Regions from separate parts of the Rattus norvegicus genome. Here region 1 is linked to region 2. The links are chromatin contacts, called in public Hi-C maps. All regions are on one chromosome and are shown on one strand. The core of a region is the stretch at or near the end of the contact, and the rest is flanking DNA. Distances in the headings are between cores, read along the strand shown. Region 1 has its middle 22 kb from the start of Cdh22. Region 2 has its middle 3.4 kb from the start of Slc12a5.

The links. Hi-C and Micro-C count contacts between places; a contact is called where the count stands out from the background.
Region 1: a Hi-C map of frontal cortex shows a contact between it and region 2, with 2.0 times the contacts expected there. The contact joins two enhancer-like sites.

What each region holds. Positions count from the first base shown.
Region 1 is chr3:174,410,973-174,413,672 of GRCr8, forward strand. No RefSeq gene overlaps it. Among named protein-coding and RNA genes, the nearest start is that of Cdh22, 22 kb to the left of the region's middle. Within about 2 kb of position 1,444, at least 3 of the 93 cell types and tissues checked have an H3K27ac peak or open chromatin away from gene starts, as enhancers often do.
Region 2 is chr3:174,118,424-174,121,123 of GRCr8, forward strand. It overlaps a transcript of Slc12a5 not described here. Among named protein-coding and RNA genes, the nearest start is that of Slc12a5, 3.4 kb to the right of the region's middle. Within about 2 kb of position 1,253, at least 13 of the 93 cell types and tissues checked have an H3K27ac peak or open chromatin away from gene starts, as enhancers often do.

The sequences.
Region 1 (2,700 bases), core at 194-2,693, 290 kb after region 2:
AAGAGGGGAACTGAGGGAAGAGACTCCTGCCTGGACACAGCCTGCTGGTTAGTAAGAGGCTCTGAGATGTTCAGGCTGCAGACAGAGATGTTGTTTGATAAGGGGGTGCTAAGCTGTTGAGGGTGGGGCAGTGCCTGCTTTGTCATAATAAGTTTGGCAATGGGCTGGGCTACAGCTATGGCGGACTTTCCCCCAGGCCTTTTTCTGCAGCTCTTGCTGAGGTCCTGGACTCTAAGCTGCACCCTAGGCTCCAGGCTGGTCTGCCTGGGGCCTGAGGTGAGCAGCAGAGGCCAGTGAACCAAGACTTCCGTAAACTCCTGCTCCCCAGACCCTGCCCACCTCCTGCCCCTAGCTCTTGGCTTTCATGGTGAGAGCTTGCCCGATTACACAGCTGGCCACCGTGGCCCATTCCCCGACCACCTGCAACCTGGCTCTGCCAGGAACTCACTGCAGCTTCTTCCAAGCACCGGTGGGCTCCAGCCCAGGAACCTGCCCTGGCCATCAGGGCCTTTCCCTGGGCCCTGCAGAGGCGCCAAGGTGGAGGCTGGACAGGGGCCAGAAGATTGAGAGGGCACAACCTGGCCCATGAAACTTGGGCCTCGTGGGACCAGCGGAGACATCGGCATCTCTGTCTCTTCATCCCTGTCCTGTCTCAAGCTGACCTTGCTCCTGTTTCCAGTCTCTGCCCCCATCTGAATAAGACTACCTGTTTCTCCTACCTCCCTCTCTCGGTCTCATCCAGCAGAGATCCAGTCACGGAGGGAGGGGGTGAGAGGGGCCAGCCAGTGGGGAAGCAATGCAATTTCCAGGGTTGGATCTGGCAATTCAGGCTGTGTTGTGATAAGACCTGTGATGGGCCTCTAATCCAAGCTGCTTTTGCATCCCGAGGCTCCCTGCTCCCGCTGCTGTGCATGCCATCTCTGGAAGAGCCCTCTACTCCTAGTGAACCTTACTGAGCAGCAGATCCATGGTTAGACAAAGGCCAAGGGCCAGAGCACACAGACTCTGGGGAGCAGGAATTGTCAAGCAGCAGATGATCCCTAGGACTGAGCTATATATATAATTCACACAGCTAGACAGAATGGCAAGCTCGTTCGAGCCTCGGGATAGCCCTGAGATAAGTGGAGATCACCCCCATCTTGCAGATGGGAAGAGTCTGGAAATACGTGGGGAAGTGGGTAAACTGGGGAAGGAGAGTGGGAAGCTGACAAGAACCAGGAAAGGGGTGGGGGAAGACAGGGACACTGCAGCCTTTTCTTCCTTCTAAACAAGGATTGGAGGCAGAGGGAGCTCTCCCTCACACTGGCTGCTTCCTGTCAGCTGGATCCTCTGGAGAGGATGAGAGAGGGGCAACGGTTTCATCTCCAGGACTGCAGACCACTGGGTGGCATCGGTGGCATCTTGTTGCTGGCTGGGCAGGTGCCCTATGTGTGGAGAAGCTAAGGCCACTGGCCCCTATGTGGGCCAGTGACTCAGGTGGCCCTGGAAGGGGCCCTCCTTCACAGAGGACAAGCAGCTGTGTAGACCCTTATCTTCTTTGTCTCCCTCTGTACCCCACCCCATCACTGACTCCCACTAGGGAGAGATGGTATTCTCCAAGACTGATAGGGTCCTTTATTATCCTTCCACCTGGCCCTTACTGGTCCCAATTTAGACGGGAGATGGATGGCAGGCTGCAGGAGGCTCGCTGTGACAGCTGGTGGCTGCACCAGGGCCGTGGGTGGTGTCGAGTGGGGACTTGCGTTAGCAAGCAAGCTAATCTCATTTGGTTGTTGCAACCATACCACCAGGGCTGCATGTTAAGTGGCCAGAGGCTGTGGCAGGCCCCAGGCACTCTCCCGGGTCTCTGTATAGAGGTTCTCAAGCTTCCAAATGCTGCAGTCCTTTAATACAGATCCTCGTGTCGGGGTGTCCCCCCCAATTATTTGCTACTTCATAACTGTAATTTTGCTACTATTAAATATGAGCAGATACAGAACTTGTGTTTTCCCAGGGCCTTAGGCAACGCCTGTAAAAGAATTGTTCAACCTCAAAGGGGACCCAGCCCTTTGGTATAGAGGGAGGCAGGCCAAGCCAGCCATTGACTTGGAGGAAGGGATACATTGGACAGCAAAAGGAAGTCATGAATAAGTGAGTGTCCACCCCATGAACCATCTGATGGGAGAGGGACACCCAGTCTCTAGTCCCTTCTGGTGGGGGGTGGTTCCTGGTGACTTGGTAGAAGCTCTTGAGCACGTGCCCCTGGACAGGAGGCCTTTGAAGAGCTGTCTCCCGACCGTGTATTGGCGGAACTGCAAAGTGGAGGGACCCATGGTCACAGCTGAAGCAGAGGAGCTAGGGGGAAGGGTCTGGAAGGGTCTGGAAGACCTGGTTTAGAGAGCCCTTCCCATCACCCCACTTCTTAGAATCTCTATTTGGAGGGAGAGGGGGGCAAGAAAGCACCCCAGACAATATTGAAAGAAGACTGGAGGCTTTGTGAACTAGTCTGAAAACATCTTTCACTCAGCGGGGAGGGAGGGTGGGCCAGGGATACAGTATCTGGGGTAGGAGGGGCTGGGCTGGGAACTGGCACAGCCTGGGCCTCTGGGTGCATCCACACTCTTAGGGAAGCTCTAGCTGTCTGTGCTGAGGGAGATCGGTTGTCAGGAGTCAAAGGGAGCCTGCCCTTGGGCTGGGAGGCAGCCTGAGCTCCCATTGCCA
Region 2 (2,700 bases), core at 3-2,502:
GTATAAGGTTGGGAGTGGCTGTGGGGAGACTTTGGCGAACCCCATGTGTGTGAGCATCATGTTTTACAGTGGGCCCAGGATACAGGGTTTGCCCCTTGAAGCGTCACCTGCTGTATGACCTCCAGGAATAAAAAGAGCCCCACAAGCGGCTGAGCCTTGAGTGCACCTTGAACCCCATGCTTTGGCTGCCGCTTTTGGTCCATGGGAAGAAAGGTTGATGGCGACCTCCTGGGATAGAAGTAGACATGGGACAAATTCTTATGTGCCTGAGCCAAGCCCAGATCCCTTCACCTACGACTTTTCAGGGGGAGCCTGGACAATGGGAAGGGACCCTGGGTCTGGTCAGGCTCACAGAAACTGGGGTTTGCTTTTATGGAGGTAGAATGAAATAATTTTTCTAGAGGATGAAGCAAGATCATAAGATGGGCCACACATGCTCTGGGTCATGCTCTGTGGTATCATCTCAAACACACTGCTTTTCCTCCCTGGGCCTCACTTTACCTGTCTGTGGTATAAAGCTGAAAGGGCCCTTCCTCCAATAGTAGTACTGACAATGAGTTTGTGGCGGTGGTCACACCTATAATCCCAGGAGGCTAAGGCAGTCCAGCCTTGGTACTAAAGACCCTGGTTCAAAACCAAGTCAAATCAAACACTCCAAACAGACAACAACAAAAAATCAGGTGAGAGATTTGGGTGATCTGTAAGGGTGGGGCCTCTCTAGGACTCAGAGCTCGTGTTTCAGTCTATCTGTAAATGATGCTGCGTGTGTGTGTGTGTGTGTGTGTGTGTGTGTGTGTGTGTGTGTGTGTGAGAGAGAGAGAGAGAGAGAGAGAGAGAGAGAGAGAGAGAGAGAGAGAGAGGTGCTGGATACCTCTGCCCAATTGGTTTCTTCACCTTCAATCAAGACTCAGAACCTCACTGCCCACCTCAGCCCAAGGTGAGCCCTAGGAATCTCCATGACAACAAACTGGTTATGAACAGGGCTGCAGTTGCCATGGTGACAGGTCTCTCTCTCTCTCTCTCTCTCTCTCCCTCCCTCCCCTCCCCCTCCCTCTCTATTTCACATCCCCCTCTTTCCCCTCCTCTCTTCTCAATGAACCAGAGCTATCTGCAGGCCCCAGCTTTCCCAGGCAGGGTGAGGGGAGGGCTGAGCTACAGGAGAAGGGGTCCAGATTGGGAAATTGGGAAGATAGGCTGAGTCTGCAGGGGAATAGGGGGCTGTTGGGGTGCTGTTGCCATGGCGATGGGGCTGCAGCCTGTTAATTAAGCCCCCGGTTGCCACGGAGACGGTGGCGGTTGACGTGCTCTGCGGCAAGCCCTATATGTGTGGGGTGTGCTGTGCACTGGACTCCACTCACTGCTGGGATCTGGGCCTGGAGGATAGAGCATGCAGGTGGTAGGAGGAGGGTGGAGAGAGGCTTCGGGTGGAGCCTCAGCTCTGTGACAGGAGGTGGGTAGGTCGTGGGGATAATAAGAATGGGTAGGGAGGGAGCTGAATGGGGGGATACTATGCCCGTGGAAAAGAGATACAGTTGGGTCTTCAGCTTAGTGGCGAGGGCCTGCCTAGAGGTTGGGCGCTGGATTCTAGTCTCCACTTTTAAATTCAGCCTCCCATTCCCGTTCCATTTCTAGACTCCAGTGTCATCATAAGTGGTAAGTGGAAAAAATAATTTATGAAGTCCTTTCTAGCACCCCAGTCCTCCTGCAGAGAGGCAGCTTCACTGAGCTTCTGAGACACACAAGGTGGGAGGGCGTATGAATTTTGGAGATTCTGAATTCAAAAATAGGACCCTTCTTGGCTGTCCCTTAAGCTGCTCTATCCAGAAGTTTTCCTCTACTGCTCCATCTTCCTAGGGCTTTGAACTGTCCCCCTACGTGGGGAGGGGATGCTGAGTAGTGCAGTCTGATTCCCCGGGCCTCAGAGCTGAAAGCCACTTCTTATTGGTCAGGGTTGGCTAAGTAGGAGGTGCTTACAAAGAGTTTTCTCAAGACCTCATTAGGAAGGTGAGAGAGAGACCCAGCCTCCTTGGGTGGTGTCAGATTGGGGTCTTCCTTTGGGACTCTGCCCTTACTTGGTCTGTATGTTCCAGGAGAAATGTCACCCCTCTCCACTTTGCAGTGTTCTGTCTGGCTTGGCACTCACATGTAGACCATGCTAGCCTCAAACTTGTCATGAGAACCCTGCCTGCACCTCCTAATAGGTGTGCACCCCTACACTCAGCTAGGGACCCCCCAAATACTTTTGTGGTGTAGTCTTGTGCACACCAGGCAAACTCTCTTACACAGAGCTATGGCTTTAATCTAAGACTCACAGAAGAGAGGGAGGAATCACTCCTTTATTTTATGGTGAAGTCCAGAGAGAGGGGGACTTGGTTTTGTCCAGGAATAAGCAGAACTCTGCTTCAGAGGATACAAAAGAACCCGTATTTCCCACATCTTGGGTAACTCTTCAGGTCAGAGCTCTAGTGAGGACTGAGGACTGGCAGTAAGGTAGTCACTCTGGCCTTCACCGGTTTCCCCTGGGGACCTACACATCCCCATGGATAGGTTTACTCCCCGGGTGATCAGAGATGCAATAGCACTAAAGCCAGAGACGAAGAGGCATGCCCTGGTGGGGACACCCCAAGATGGCGATGGCTGGAAAAAAAGTGTCCATGTCTCCACAGCTCTGCCCAGACATTTTATACCCTTTTACACTTC